Regions from separate parts of the Mus musculus genome. Here regions 2 and 3 are each linked to region 1. A link is a contact called in public Hi-C and promoter capture Hi-C data. All regions are on one chromosome and are shown on one strand. The core of a region is the stretch at or near the end of the contact, and the rest is flanking DNA. Distances in the headings are between cores, read along the strand shown.

Region 1 (4,614 bases), core at 1,182-3,681:
TTTGTAAGGGGACCACTGTGTAGATAAAGCACTGGGTAGATCAGCTTAGGAATGAGCTGGACACTAGGCTCCACAGCCTAGCAGGTGACAGGTGGTGCTTCGTAGTCCTATACCCTACCTCACAACCGTTGTCACCTTGCTCTCCCTTGGCTACCGCCATGAGAGGACATGCCCAGGTCAGATATGGGTGGGTAGAGTAGGCTAATTCCTTCCTTGCCAGACATTTGAGGTGGGCAGCGAGCAGATAGTTTGGCTATTGTAGTTGTTCTCTTTACCTGACTATCTTTAGTGCCTCTTCTGTCTTCCACAAGGCATGCTATGACACCTTAAAGCCACTTCTACAGTCCCCTCACATCTACGTGTTTCGGCAAGAATCAAAGGTCATGGCTCATAAAGATGCTTGGCAGCCATTACATCTTCTCTACAGACCCCTCTCCTCTGCCTCAGCTGGGCCAACTTGGGCCACCTTACCATCTGTGTCCCATGTCCCTTGAGATAGTCTGTCTCCATAGATCAGTTTCTCCCTCCCCAATGTGGCTTTAAGCAAGATCCAGCCTCAGGCTCCTCATGTCCTCAATAGCTACATTAGAAATGTGACCTCTTTTTACTCATGTTAAATTGTGTGTGTAAAGTCATGCCATCCCCATTTCAGATTAACTTAAGGAAAAAAAAATACTGACCAGCAAGTAAGTCACTGGTTTTATGTTACTACTGCTTTCCAAGTGTCAGAGTGTACACAGCCCAATCTTCTTTCCCTATGATATAAAAAAGTCATTGGGTGGTGATGGCACAAACCTTTAATACCAGAACTCAGGAGGCAGAAACAGGTGGAGCTCTGTAAGTTCAAATCCAGCCTGGTCTATGGAGCGAGCTCTAGTACAGCTAGAGCTACTCCGAGAAACCCTGTTTTGAAAAATCAGAAGAAAAAAATTTAAAATGGAGCCTGACATGATGGTACATGCTTATATTCCTAGTATTTGAGAGGAACAGGCAAGATCACAAGTTTGAGGCTACCTTGGCCTACAGAGTGAGAGCCTGTTTATAAAAAAAAGAATATATAAAAAAGAAAGAGAATATTCACATGATTATGCTGAGTATGGGACTGGAGAGATGCTGCAGCCATTAAGAGCGCTTGTTCTTACATCAGACACAGGTTCAGTTCCCAGCACCTACGTGGTGGCTCACAACTGTCTCTAACTCCAGTTCCAGGCAATCTGACACCCTTTCCTGGCCTCCAAGGGCACCAGGCACTCACATGGTGCATACACTCTCTCTCTCTCTCTCTCTCTCTCTCTCTCTCTCTCTCTCACACACACACACACACATACACACACACACACACACACACACACTCACACACACACACACACACACACACACACACACACGCATTCACGCACGAGAGAGAGAGAGAGAGAGAGAGAGAGAGAGAGAGAGAGAGAGAGAGAACATGCATGGATATTCATGTGGGTAGGTGGATGTCCATGCCCATGTTTAAGTATGTGGAGACCTGAAGATTGGAGTTTTGACTATTGCTCTCTTCCCTATTCCCTTAAGACAGGGTTCTCACTGAACCTGAAGTTAGGCCGGCAGCCAGCAAGCCCCAATGATTCTCCATCTGCCTCCCACAGTCCGGGTGTTATAGGGTCACAAAGGCACACCCAGCTCTTTACGTGAGTGCTTGGCATTTGAACGCAAACCCTCATGCTTGGAAAGCAAGCAGTCTTGCTGTCTGAGCTGTTTCCCCAGGACCCTAAGTCTATGCTAAGTATGTGCGCTTCCACCAAGCTACACTACCAAGCTACACCTTTAAGTCCAAATGACTTTTGTTCTGATATAGAAGGGGAGATGTTTAACTAGAATTTTTACCCAGTGTCTCCCTCAAACTCAAAACTGAGTAAGTGTCCTGTATTTTCGTTTTCCCAATCTGGAAATCCTAACATCAGGAAGATTGAGGTTAGACAATAGGAAGATCTTGGGCTATTGCCTTGGGCTACTGACCCACAGGATGAGAGAATCTCCCATTCTGGACAGCTTTAAAAAGGTGAGTGTGGCAAACTGGAAGATGGTAGCACACACCTTTGATGCCAGCACTCAGGAGGCAGAGCCAGGTGGATCTCTGTGAGTTTGAGGCCAGCCTGGTCTACAGAGCAAGTTCCAGGACAGGCAGGGCTACACAGAGAAACCCTGTCTTGAAGCACAAAACAAAACAACAAACCAAACCAAACGAAGACAAAACTGAGTGTTCCCAGGACCTAGTGGGAAGCCTTTAGACATTTAGGGCTATCTTTACAGCCAAGAGACTCATCTTCTGTAGCTGAGCTCAGGAGGATTCACATAAAACACAGGAAGTGGTGGAAAGTGAACGAGATTATCAGTGGAGTTCCTGCCAAAATGAGGAAGTGACACTGGGTGGAGGCAGGGGACGCCTGAAGTCCCCAGAGAGGATGTCAGAGCAGGAGGTGCTGAGATCATCTGGCTACCCCACCCCCCTCACTTTGGGCCAAGGGGGGTGGCTGAGGGTGTGGAGCTGTGGGGTGAATCTGGAGGGTTGGGTGAGCCTCAGCAAGTAAGTATAGCCGGGGCAGCAGGAGTTCAGGCCTTGGGAGAAAAATCTTAAGATATGTATTTGGGGGTAGAAATGACCCCCCAAAGGGAAAGAAAGGTGGCCTCAGGATACTCAGCAGAGCAGGGGCTGATGTGAGTCTCTAGGGTCACCATAGGGAGCTCTGGGGCTCTCAGTCTGGTAAGAGAGACAGGTGTGCCCTAGAAATCAGGTCGTCAAGCATGCTTTGTTTTCTTCCTCCTTTAGTGCATACTGGGTGTGGTGCTGAACCCCGGGAGTCCTGAACTAAACAGAATATACACTGCCCTTCAAAGCCTGGAGGTCCAGGGGAGGAGAGGTAAGTAAGTCCTTGTGAAATTGTAACTTTTATAAGGTGAAGGACTTCTTGTTTCTCTTTTTCTTTCTTTTTGGTAGATAGGCTTATAGCTTGTGCTGGCTTTGACCTTGACCTTATTCTGTAACTGAGAATGACCTTGAATTCTCGATCCTCCCCAGCTCCCCCTCACAGGCGGGCATTCCCCCATCATGCCAGGTTTCTATAGAGCTAAGGACCAAATCTAGACCTTTGTTTTGGGTCACTGACTCCCTTCCTTGGTGAGAGTTCAGATGTCATTCCTGTAGTGCCCCTCCACGAAACTCCATCTTTAGACCCTACTGGGTGCTGTCTGCTACCCTACTGGGTGCAGATCTTTGGATAGGTAAACACTCTAACAACTGGATAACAGCCACAGCCTGGGCTGGACTTGAATTTGCCACCATCCCCACACCTCTGCCACCAGAGTGCTGTACCAACAGCCTAGGCCAGCCTGCACAGGAGTCAAAGGTCACCACCTGACCCCAATGTACCTCTCCAGCTGCTGCCTCTGTCCCCCACACTGCTTGCTTGCTCTGTGGAGTAAAGTAAAATTAACTGGCTAAACTGGGTGTGGTGGAGCTCACCTTCAATCCCAGTCCTTGGGAGGCAGAGGCAAGCAGATCTCTATGAATCCAAGACCAACCTGGTCTACAGATTGAGTTCCAGGACAACCAAGGCTATACAGAGAAACTGTGTCTCAAAAATAAATAAATAAATAAATAAATAAATAAATAAATAAATAAATAAATAAATAAAACAAATTAGCTGGCTTGGAGAATGACTTAAAATAAGAATAACTTAATAGCTTTCTTATTGTTGGGTTGTTTTTGTAGCCTTGTCTGTGCTGGGACTCACTCTGTAGATCAGTCTGGCCTCAAACTCACAGAGATCCACCTGTCTCTACCTCCCAAGTGTTGGCATTAAAGACATGTGCTACCATGCCCAGCCTAGCTTCTCTATTTTAGCTCCTCCCATACCTACCACAAGCTGGGAGAAGCTGTTGGGTGCTGGCCAGTCTGGCCTGGAACTCTGGACCCTCCTGAACAGGGTTTACAGGTGTTCTGTACCACACCAGGCCTCTTGGGCGATTCCTAGGAGCCAACACTGGGAATGGTGATTGGGGGACGGGGGGTGGGAGGGCAGGTGTATTAGGAGTTAAATGAATTCCCTGATAGACAGACAGACAGACAGACAGACAGACAGACAGACAGAAAGGCAGGCCCAAAATAAAGAAAAAGATGGCAAACTTTGGCTTCTTCCTCCTGATCAGAGACAAAGGTCTAAAGGCCTGGTGAGCAGAGACCTGGATGTGTTGTTTCCATAATCCTGGGCCTGTGAGCTTCCCTGACTGTTCAACCTGATCTCCTTAGGGGAGGACAACCTCTCAAAGACCCTTAGAAACTCCCAGCCATCAAGGAGAGACTCAGTTTCACTTCCCAGTCCCTCCTTAACGAAGCAGAGGGTCTGTGTGTGCCTCACTCTGCCTGTGTGTGTGTGTGTGTGTCTCTGTGTGTGTGTCTCTGTGTGTGTGTCTGTGTGTATGTGTGTCTGTGTGTGTGTCTATGTGTGTGTGTGTGTGTGTCTATGTGTGTGTGTGTCTGTGTGTCTGTGTGTGTCTCTGTGTGTGTGTGTCTGTGTGTGTGTGTCTCTGTGTGTGTGTCTGTGTGTGTCTATGTGTGTGTGTGTCTGTGTG
Region 2 (4,614 bases), core at 1,444-3,943, 470 kb before region 1:
ATCCACATGGAGACGGGGTGGGGTGGGGAAGAGGTGTGGGATGTGAAGCAGTCAGTGGAGGGGAGATGGGGGTGGGGCTGGGAATGGAATATGGAGTGTAAAAAATAAATTTAAAATAAAATAAAAAAGAATAAGGATGTGGTGACTAACTTTTTAAAAGGAGTGATTGAGGTGAATGGATGTATATAAAAAGAATTAATAGCCGGGCGTGGTGGCACACGTCTTTAATCCCAGCACTCGGGAGGCAGAGGCAGGCAGATTTCTGAGTTCGAGGCCAGCCTGGTCTACAGAGTGAGTTCTAGGACAGCCAGGGCTATACAGAGAAACCCTGTCTCGAAAACAACAACAACAACAACAACAAAGAATTAATAATGCTCCAAATATGAATTCTACATGAAAGATGAGGCTAACGGCTGCCACCCTTAATGATGGAAGAGATGAGGAAGGAGTTTTTGCAGTGATGTGTAAAAGGAAGGCTGCGGTGGATCTGCACAAGTGGAGGTTCCTTTCTCAATACTGAACATAATTATTTGGAAATAAAGAACAAATAAAGTGGGCTGGAGAGATGGCTCAGCAGTTAAAAGCACTGATTGCTCTTCCAGAGGTCCTGAGTTCAATCCCCAGCAACCACATGCTGGCTCACAACCATCTGTAATTGGGTTCGATGCTCTCTTCTGGTGTGTCTGAAGACAGCAACCATAAAATAAATCTTTAAAAAAATATAAAGCTGGGCGTGGTGGTGCATGCCTTTAATCCCAGCACTCAGGAGGCAGAGGCAAGCGGATTTCTGAGTTCGAGGCCAGCCTGGTCTACAAAGTGAGTTCCAGGACAGCCAGAGCTACACAGAGAAACCCTGTCTCGAAAAACAAACAAACAAACAAAAACAAAAACAAAAAACAAAAAATATATATATAAAGAACAAATAAAGTGAAAACAGATATACTTGAAGCCATGACTTAAAGACTATAGAATAATTAACCCAGAGACCAATCCTTAGGAAATGTTTAAAGGGATAGGATAGGGAGATCCCAGAAAAGAAAATTTAAAAAGTGATCACCAGAAGAAACAGCAGCACAGAAGCACAAGGCAATAAATGCCAAAGAGTGTTGAACAATGGCAAAGCAGTAACAACTAACGCAATCCTTAAAGGTGAGTGGAGGAGAGAGGACTGGCAAACGTGGTGATTAGAACAAAGAACATCGAGGGGGGGGAGTTATATGGAAATGTTGTAATGGAAGGTATTACTTTGTTTACTAACTTTAAATTTCCAGTTTTTAAGAGAGAGGAAGGGAGAGAGTAGTGGAAGAAACCAGCCCCAAATGTGTACGAGCTTGCGCACATGAGCACACACACAAAGCTGCATACTGTGTGCATGCATTCCAGTGGAGGGAGTAGAAGCAGAAACAGAAGCAAATGGATCTGGAGCTCAAAGCCAGCCTGGGCTACATAGACTCTGTCGAAAGGAAAAAAGAAAGAAGAGAAGGAGAAGGAGGAGGGAGAGGAGGAGGAGGAGGGCTGGAGATGTAGCTCCGATGGTAGAGGACTTGCCTAGCATGCCTGGATTTACTCTCCAAAACTACAAAACTGGATGTTGTTACAATTGAACCACAAGTTCTATGGTCTACTGTCAGAAGTTGACACCAACTTAGGCTACAGAAAATCCTCTCTCAAACAAAAAACAAACAAACAAACAAACAAACAACAACAAAACAGCCAAAAGGGGAAAAAAGTGAAGCTTATTCTACTAGCCACAATTTCTAGCTAAAGGACAGGCAGGACAGAAAAATTACAGGTAGGAAAAGTAAAAATATTTGCCAATCATTTTATGAGTATTCAGAATTAATAGCAGCAACAAAAGGAAATGTCCTGGTGCTCAAACGCTATGCGTGGCTGGTGTAAGAAATGTGGAAGTGTCAATGAGGAACTATCTCTTGTTTATTCTGCATTGTTATTGCTATAGCTAGTTATTAAGTGTTGTAACTTTTGACATAGATTTTTTTTAAAAGGTTGATCTTTTGGGTCAAATGTCCCCAAATGTGCCTGTTATTGGTCATATGGAAAATTTGACCTTGTCTTTACAAGGCTCGAGATTTGACTCTGTAGTTAAGACAACAGGAAATGGACTTCACTTGGAACTTGGACATTTATCTTTGTGTTATAAAACCTTTAAAATATGGCTAATAAGAAAGGCCGTCTAGAAATCTTTAAAATGTGATTTTAAGAAAACATCTGGGGGAAAGATTTAGACAGGAGAGATCATGGTCTACGTAGTTCAGGGTGACCCAAAGTTGCTTCCAATCTCTTGTCTTGCTCTGGGGAGAGGAAGTGGTGGGGTTAGGGGTCCTTGAACACACTTGTTGCAGAAGACGATGGATGAACTAGGGTTTTATGATCCTCCTATTTCCATCTCCCCAAGGCCTGGATTGCAAACCTGTGCTTCGACGCCAAACTTTAGAATTGTTTTTAAATAGATTTCTAAATTCTTTAAAGTTTGAAAACCTTAAAACTTTTATGTAAATTTGCTCAAGATAGCTAGGAAACTACATTTCCCAAGAGTGTACGTGGCAAGTCGCCACACTGGTCTGGTCGCTTTACCAAGAGGCACACTGGGAAATGTAGTTCTCCGAGCAGTGGGGCTCACAACGTTTTTGACGGAAGACTGGGAAGTGCGCCGCCAGTGGCAGGACGGGGACCGGACAAGGACTCTGCACAACCTCAATTTTGTGTGTGCGGTCCGAGAAAGGGTCTAAGTCATCTGTACTTCTCTAAGCAAGGTGCTGGCCACGGTTCAATGCTGGCGAGCGACTCGGAGGTCCCTGAAAGGAAGGTGCCAATCGCGGAGGGTCGAGCTGGTACCCGCCCCACCCAGGCTGCGGCCGCGCGGGGAGGAAGCGCGCACAGGCCGAGTGCAAAAGTTTCCTTTTCTGCTTTCCAGTCAGAGAAGCTTCAACCAACCGAGGGTGGAGATGCCTGACTTCAATTGGAAGAGAACCCGGGAGCCAAAGGGGTTGAAATAAGCGACTTCCCGGAAAAACAAACTATCAAAAAACCTCTCCCCACCACTAGCCATGGGCAGCCGAGATCACCTGTTTAAAGTGCTGGTGGTGGGGGACGCCGCCGTTGGCAAGACGTCTCTGGTCCAGCGCTACTCCCAGGACAGCTTCAGCAAGCACTACAAGTCCACCGTGGGAGGTGAGCGGTCACGGGTGACTAGGAGCAGGGGTCGAGGCTCGCAGCCGGTAGCCTCTGGGTACCGAGGTTGCCTCTAAGGGGTCCCCAGCCTACCTACAAAGATAGGGCCAAAGTATACAGGTGAGAGATGGTGAAGGGGTCTGAGCCGGGGACTATTCACCGCAGAGAGCAGAGCCCTCCCGCAGCCATGCGCTGCCCAGAGCAACTTCTCCAGTCAGCAAAGTCAGCTGAGTCCCGGTTCAAGTGCAGGCTGGGGCAGTTACCCTGCTTCCTACCAGCATCCGACGGGTGTTGAGGAAAGAACCCCGTTACCTTAGGAGGAAAGCCCAGGAGCTAAGCAGTCAGAGGTGTGGGGAAGACTGGAGGACAGATTCCGGTCAGGTCTGATGAGCCCTATGGTGTCATTAGTGAACTGAGTGGGAAATGTGAGGAATTCACGAAAGAATGTGAAATACCCTCGAGTGGCCTGTCGTCTTCTCTTGCACTGGGGAAGGCAGGGAGGAAGAGAGAAAGAAGCACTAAAAGTAAATTCATTTCTTTCCCAGTGTGGCCTTTGGACTCTGCTGAACTGTCCACCTGTCGGTCTGTCTACCCCAAACACACAGACACAGACACAGATACACACAGACACACACACACCTCCACCACCACCACAAGGAGAAGGTAGTTAACAAGGTTACAGTAATGTGAAAGAATAAAATTACATTTGTTTTTTTTATTTTGTTTTGTTTGAGACAGGGTTTCTCTGTATAGCCCTGGCTGTCCTGGAACTCACTCTGTAGACCAGGCTGGCCTTGAACTCAGAAATCTGCCTGCCTCTGCCTCCCAAGTGCTGGGATTAAAGGCATGCGCCACCACGCCCAGCACATAAAATTACATTTGTACCAACACAGATTTACATGTGAAAGTTTTTTTATTAACTCTTTTCTTTGAAATGAAAACTTTATAGAATATTTCAAAAACTGTTTCCTGACTACTTTGCCCACCACTCCTAAATACAAGTCCTTATTTCATGGATTTTGGGTTAAAAATGTCCTGTGAATTAATTTTTACCAGTGGACTGTTTTCCGACAGTATGAACATACTGATTCTGGCAAGTTTTGTTTGTTTTTCCCAATGTTTATTATAAATTCTCCCTCGTTTTCACTTCTGTCACAGATGTAGAAGAAAGAATATGTTTCTGAACTGAAATTATTCTGTGTTTCTCCTTAACAAGTAGCTTTTCCAGCATAGTGTGGTTGTCTCTACCTTTAATTCTAGCATTCAAGAGGTTGAGGCAGGAGGATCTCAAGTTGGAGCTAGGCTCTACTATCCGACTTTGGGAGGTTCCCCTGGAATAGCTGTTCAGTCCAACCTCATGGAGTTTCAGCATCTGCAGACCCGTGGGGGATTCAGCACAGCTCTTAAGCAGCATCCATGTCT
Region 3 (4,614 bases), core at 671-3,170, 390 kb before region 1:
GTCATGAGCTCCTACCTGGTCCTCACTCTCTGATGCTGAAGTGGAGGGGGAAGGGTGAGCAGATGCCTCCGGTGAGAAGCCTCTCTCTTCCTTCTCTTTTGCTGGATCCTGGCTGAGTCTGCCTGAGTCTCGTGGAGTGGGCTACACTTGAGATATCCCTCCAGTACAATTTTAGGTACCTCTGGCTCCCTGTAGAGTTTGCAGAATACCAAACTCTTAATCCTCCTGCCTCAGCCTCCCAAATGCTAGAAATCTAGCTTGCCTCATTCCTCCTTTTGGAATAGAAGAGGAAAGAGGAATTCAGAACTGAAACCTCAGAGGAACTGGTTTATCTAGATCAGGGCCTCCCAACCTTGACTCTGCCGGAGGCCAATTCTTTGTGCTGAAGGATGTTTTAGCAGCACATGTGACCTTCACTCAGTAGGTGCTAACAACACCCTCCCTCATGGTATAATCAAAAACTGTCTCCAGATGCACAAACAGACAAAACTGCCTTGAGTTGAGAACTATCAACCTAACTGGTTCCTGATTGGATGCTTTTGTCCCAGAGGCCCCTTCTGAGGGTCAAGAGTAGAGCAGGCTGATGTGAAGAATCTCAGCGTTTGACCTCCACGTTCCAAACACAACTCAGAGGAGCCCAAAGGAAGCCCTTTGCTTTCCGTATTGACCATTGCAGCTCACCCAGCTCACCAGGCCATTCATCTACTAAGACTGGCCCATATTTGCATCCAGACAACTCTCAGTTCCCTGTCCTCGCCCTTTGTTAAAACAAAAGGCATGTCAATGAAACAAAACAGATTTATGTCATCAACGTGGTTTTTTTTTTTTTTTTTGGGGGGGGGGGGTGGCGAGACAGGGTTTCTCTGTATAGCCCTGGCTATCCCGGAACTCACTTTGTAGACGAGGCTGGCCTCGAACTCAGAAATCTGCCTGCCTCTGCCTCCCGAGTGCTGGGATTAAAGGCATGTGCCACCACGCCTGGCCTCATCAAAGTTTTATGTGATGTGCGAACCTTCAGATGGAAGACCCAAAGACCCAGGAGAAACTCTCCACCTTTATGTGGGGTTGATGAAGAAGGAACAGGCATACGGAAAAATGGCCTGACAGAATGATGACCGAGGAGGACCTGGCACGGCTGTTTGGGTTCTCATTGGCCTCTCTGTGACGTGTGGGGTGGGACTCTGCTGGAGTGTGTGTGTTAGGGGAGGCGGGTGTCTTTGACCTTGATAAAAATTCCTTTATGACTAACCCTTATACAGAAAGAGGGACTTAGAGTTCAGAGGGCTAGCTTCTCGGGGAAAGGACCTCAGCATCTGTAACCCACCTTGAGGGAGGGTAGAGAATCTGGTGTGTGAAGCTTGTCTCAGCAGAAAGGATATGAGACAGAAGACCAGAGAATCCCCCAAATGAGGCCTCAGGGGCCTTCCTCTTGAGACACTGTTTTCTGAACCCTAAAAAGAGGCAAACTCTGGGACGCTGGATCCTTTCCGCCTCAGACTTCTCCTAGTTCCCAGGGCAAATTACACGCTTCTGTAATGAAAGGAAATAGTTCCAGGGCTGAGCTGGGGAACCCAAGTCCCTGATGCCCCCTCCTCAGGAGTATGCTGGGAAGGGAAAGAAGAGAAGCTGTTTCTCTTGCCTGTACTTTTCTCTATCCTTGCTAGGGAGCCCAGTCCAGCCTGGGACAGGGACTGCTTCCTTCAGCCAGCAGAAGCTTCCAAACCTGCCCCAGGGCAGAGCTAGACATGGCAATTCCAGAGAAGCTGAATAGAGGGTGAGATTGCATGGGAGGAGAGGACCCTGATAGATTTTACTCTCAATCCTTTAGCTGCTGCCTGGGAGTGTGGTTGTCCCCTGCCACTGCTGTGGACAGCCCCTGGCACAGAGCTGACCAGCACAGACACAGTGGGGAGCAGGTGACACTGGCTGCCTTCTCAGGATAGGCCTGCAGGATTATCCTCTGCCACTAGGCTTTCCTGGGTCAGTGCCTTCCCTGGCAGGTGGTTTTAGAAAAACAGTCTCTGTGGGGCCATAGGCGAGGAGACAGAGGGGACAGCTGTGGGGACAGGAAACATCTGGGCTGCTGCTTTGCTAGAGTGGTCACTCCTATAGCACAGTGCAGGATGTGATCCTTGGGGACCACTGTAGAGAGGGAGGAGGAGAGGGATGAGCTGGGAGGTAGGGGTGCAGAGCCAGGATGCTCTTCCCTCTCTCAGTCACCCCTTCCAGCTCTCCAGAAAAATAAAATACCAACCTTTGGGGTGACAGGGATGGGGAAATGAGGAAATGAAGTCATGGCGTGGCCCTTTGCTGACTAGTCAGCAGTTTCTTCCCTGAGGAAAATCAGGACAAAGAACCAGGAAGATGATGCCAGGATACATTAGAGACTATAAACTCATAAGGACAGGTCTCTCCATCTTGAAAAGCAAAAACATTTATTTATTTATTTATTTATTTATTTATTTATTTATTTATTTATTTTAAAACATCATTAGGGACAGAACTTAGGGCTTGCCACAAACCACTGAACCAAACCCTAGACAAGCTTCCTTCCCCCCCACCCCCACCCCAATTAAAAATGTTACTGTGGGACTGGGTACATAGCTCACTTGATAGAATCTTTGCCTAAGACGCACAGAATCACAGGTCCAATCCCTCACACTAACTAAATTAGGCATGGTGGCACACACCTATAATCCAAGCACTTGGGAGATGGAGGGATTGCTTTCCCAGGAGACCTGGGTTTAGATCCTAGCACCCAGACTGGGTGGCACACAATCATCTATAACTTTTGGGGATCTTCTGCCCTCTTCAGGCCTCCATGGCCACTGGCATGTGTGTGCTCATACTAAATATCTTTTAAACAGAATGTTTCATGTGATTTTGGAGATGCTGATTTCTCAGTGCAATCTTTGGCAGAGCTAACCAAGTGGTGACATGTATCAGTAATTCATTGCTTTTTATTCCCAGTCTCTTAGTATACAAATGTGCCAGTCACCTGTTCAAGGACATGTGGGGTTTCCCACTAGCTTGGTGATGAGCAGATAAGGTTGCTATTTGCCCACCTGTACCAGCACTGGTGTAGAAACCTTGAGTTTCTTCCTAGTTACAGCATCCTTCTGGGTATACTGTGGACCCTCAGGCACTGATCTTCGGTAGATTGGTCCCAGTTAGGGGAAGGGAAAAAGCAAAATGAGAGTAGCTCATGATAGTTGCAACAAACAAACAAAACTCTCCCCAAAAATAAAAACAGGGGCTGGAGAGGTGGCTCAGTGGTTAAGAGGTCCTATTCCAGAGATCCTGAGTTTAATTCCCAGCAACCACATGGTGGCTCACAACCATCTGTAATGGAATCTGATACCCTCTTCTGGGGTGTCTGAAGACAGCAGCAGTGTACTCACATATATATAATACATAAATCTTAAAACAACAACAAAAACAAAATCAATGATCAAAAAAGTCAAGGCCCCATTTGAAACAAGGATTGCCCTAAAGACAGGGGCCATCATTATCACAAAGTGCTTAGAACTGCAAGAGAACAAAAGGTAGTCTGATGTGCATGACAAGGTACAGGTGGCCCAAGGCAGGCTGCAACACTGATAGAGGTGAGAACCTGACTCAAAATACACCCCCCCACACCCTGCACGAGCTCACTTTCACACTCTTAGCTCTGTGTTCTAGAGAGGCAACCAATCTCTCTGAGACACTGTTTCCTAATCTGTAATATGGAGATGAGATCTTAGCACTAAGGGTCAGAAGGGATAAATAAGATAGCATATACAGTTTTGGACTCCCAATAGCCCCAGAGTAGCTGTTAATTTTCTACCTGCCTCCCTCCCAGTCATAGAAACGGAGGCAGTCTAGTTGGCACAGACTAGGAAAGGACTGGGTCTATAACACAGACAAGGGGCACAGACTAGCTTTAGTTGTGAGCTGCTAGGTGGATGTAGGTGTAGGTACTTCTTTGGGTCCAGGTGATGTCTCAAAGCAGAGTAGAAATCCACAATAGGGATTTGGCTGGACACGCTGTCACTATTACCATCAGTTTTAGGCAGTCAGTGTTCTATTGCTGTGAACAGACACCATGACCAAGACAACTCTTATAAAAGGAAACAGTTGGGGCTGACGAGATAGCTCAGCAGTTTAGAACGCCACTGCTCTTCCGAAGGTCCTGAGTTCAAATCCCAGCAACCACATGATTGCTCACAACTATCCGTCACGAAATCTGATGCCCTCTTCTGGAGTGTTTGAAGACAGTACACTGTACACACATATAATAAATCTTTTTAAAAAACAAACAAGGAAATAGTTACTTGCTTACAATTTCTGAGATTTTAGTTCATGATCATTATAGTGGGAAGCATGGCGGTTCACAGTCAGAAAGGGGGCTAGAGAAATAGCTGAGAGTTCCATCCTGATGCACTGGCCGGCCAAGAGAGAGATTGATGTGGGCTTTGGAAATCTCAAAGCCTATCCCCAGTGACAACAATTCCTCCAACAACCAACAAGACCACACCTCCTAGTCCTTTCTAATAGTTCCCTTCCCTGATGACCAAGCGTTAAAATCTCCGAGCACATGGGGACCATTTCATTCAAACTACATCAGCACCACCA

What was found. Promoter capture Hi-C pulls out the DNA fragments that hold promoters and counts their contacts. A called contact is a pair of places that touch in the nucleus more often than the background predicts.
Region 2: a promoter capture Hi-C map of pre-B cells shows a contact between it and region 1, with 2.4 times the contacts expected there. The contact joins the promoter of Rab29 here to the promoter of F730311O21Rik in region 1. A contact is called at or near these places in 3 of 39 promoter capture datasets (liver and pre-B cells) and 1 of 484 Hi-C or Micro-C datasets (B cells).
Region 3: a Hi-C map of the G1E-ER4 cell line shows a contact between it and region 1, with 4 times the contacts expected there. The contact joins the enhancer-like site here to the promoter of F730311O21Rik in region 1. A contact is called at or near these places in 1 of 484 Hi-C or Micro-C datasets (the G1E-ER4 cell line) and 3 of 115 datasets of contacts at active chromatin or transcription factors (extraembryonic endoderm stem cells, large pre-B cells and pancreatic cancer cells).

Annotation. Positions count from the first base shown.
Region 1 is chr1:132,339,499-132,344,112 of GRCm38.p6, forward strand. It overlaps F730311O21Rik (a long non-coding RNA gene), which reads left to right and starts at 2,432. Exons shown (of 4, transcript XR_878527.2): 1 at 2,432-2,569; 2 at 2,813-2,903.
Region 2 is chr1:131,864,584-131,869,197 of GRCm38.p6, forward strand. Rab29 (RAB29, member RAS oncogene family) reads left to right here and starts at 2,694. Exons shown (of 6, transcript NM_144875.2): 1 at 2,694-2,827; 2 at 2,936-3,192. The coding sequence starts at 3,069.
Region 3 is chr1:131,946,266-131,950,879 of GRCm38.p6, forward strand. No RefSeq gene overlaps it. Among named protein-coding and RNA genes, the nearest start is that of Slc45a3, 14 kb to the right of the region's middle. Within about 2 kb of position 1,921, at least 19 of the 459 cell types and tissues checked have an H3K27ac peak or open chromatin away from gene starts, as enhancers often do. A contact at or near this core is called in the G1E-ER4 cell line, where this site is marked.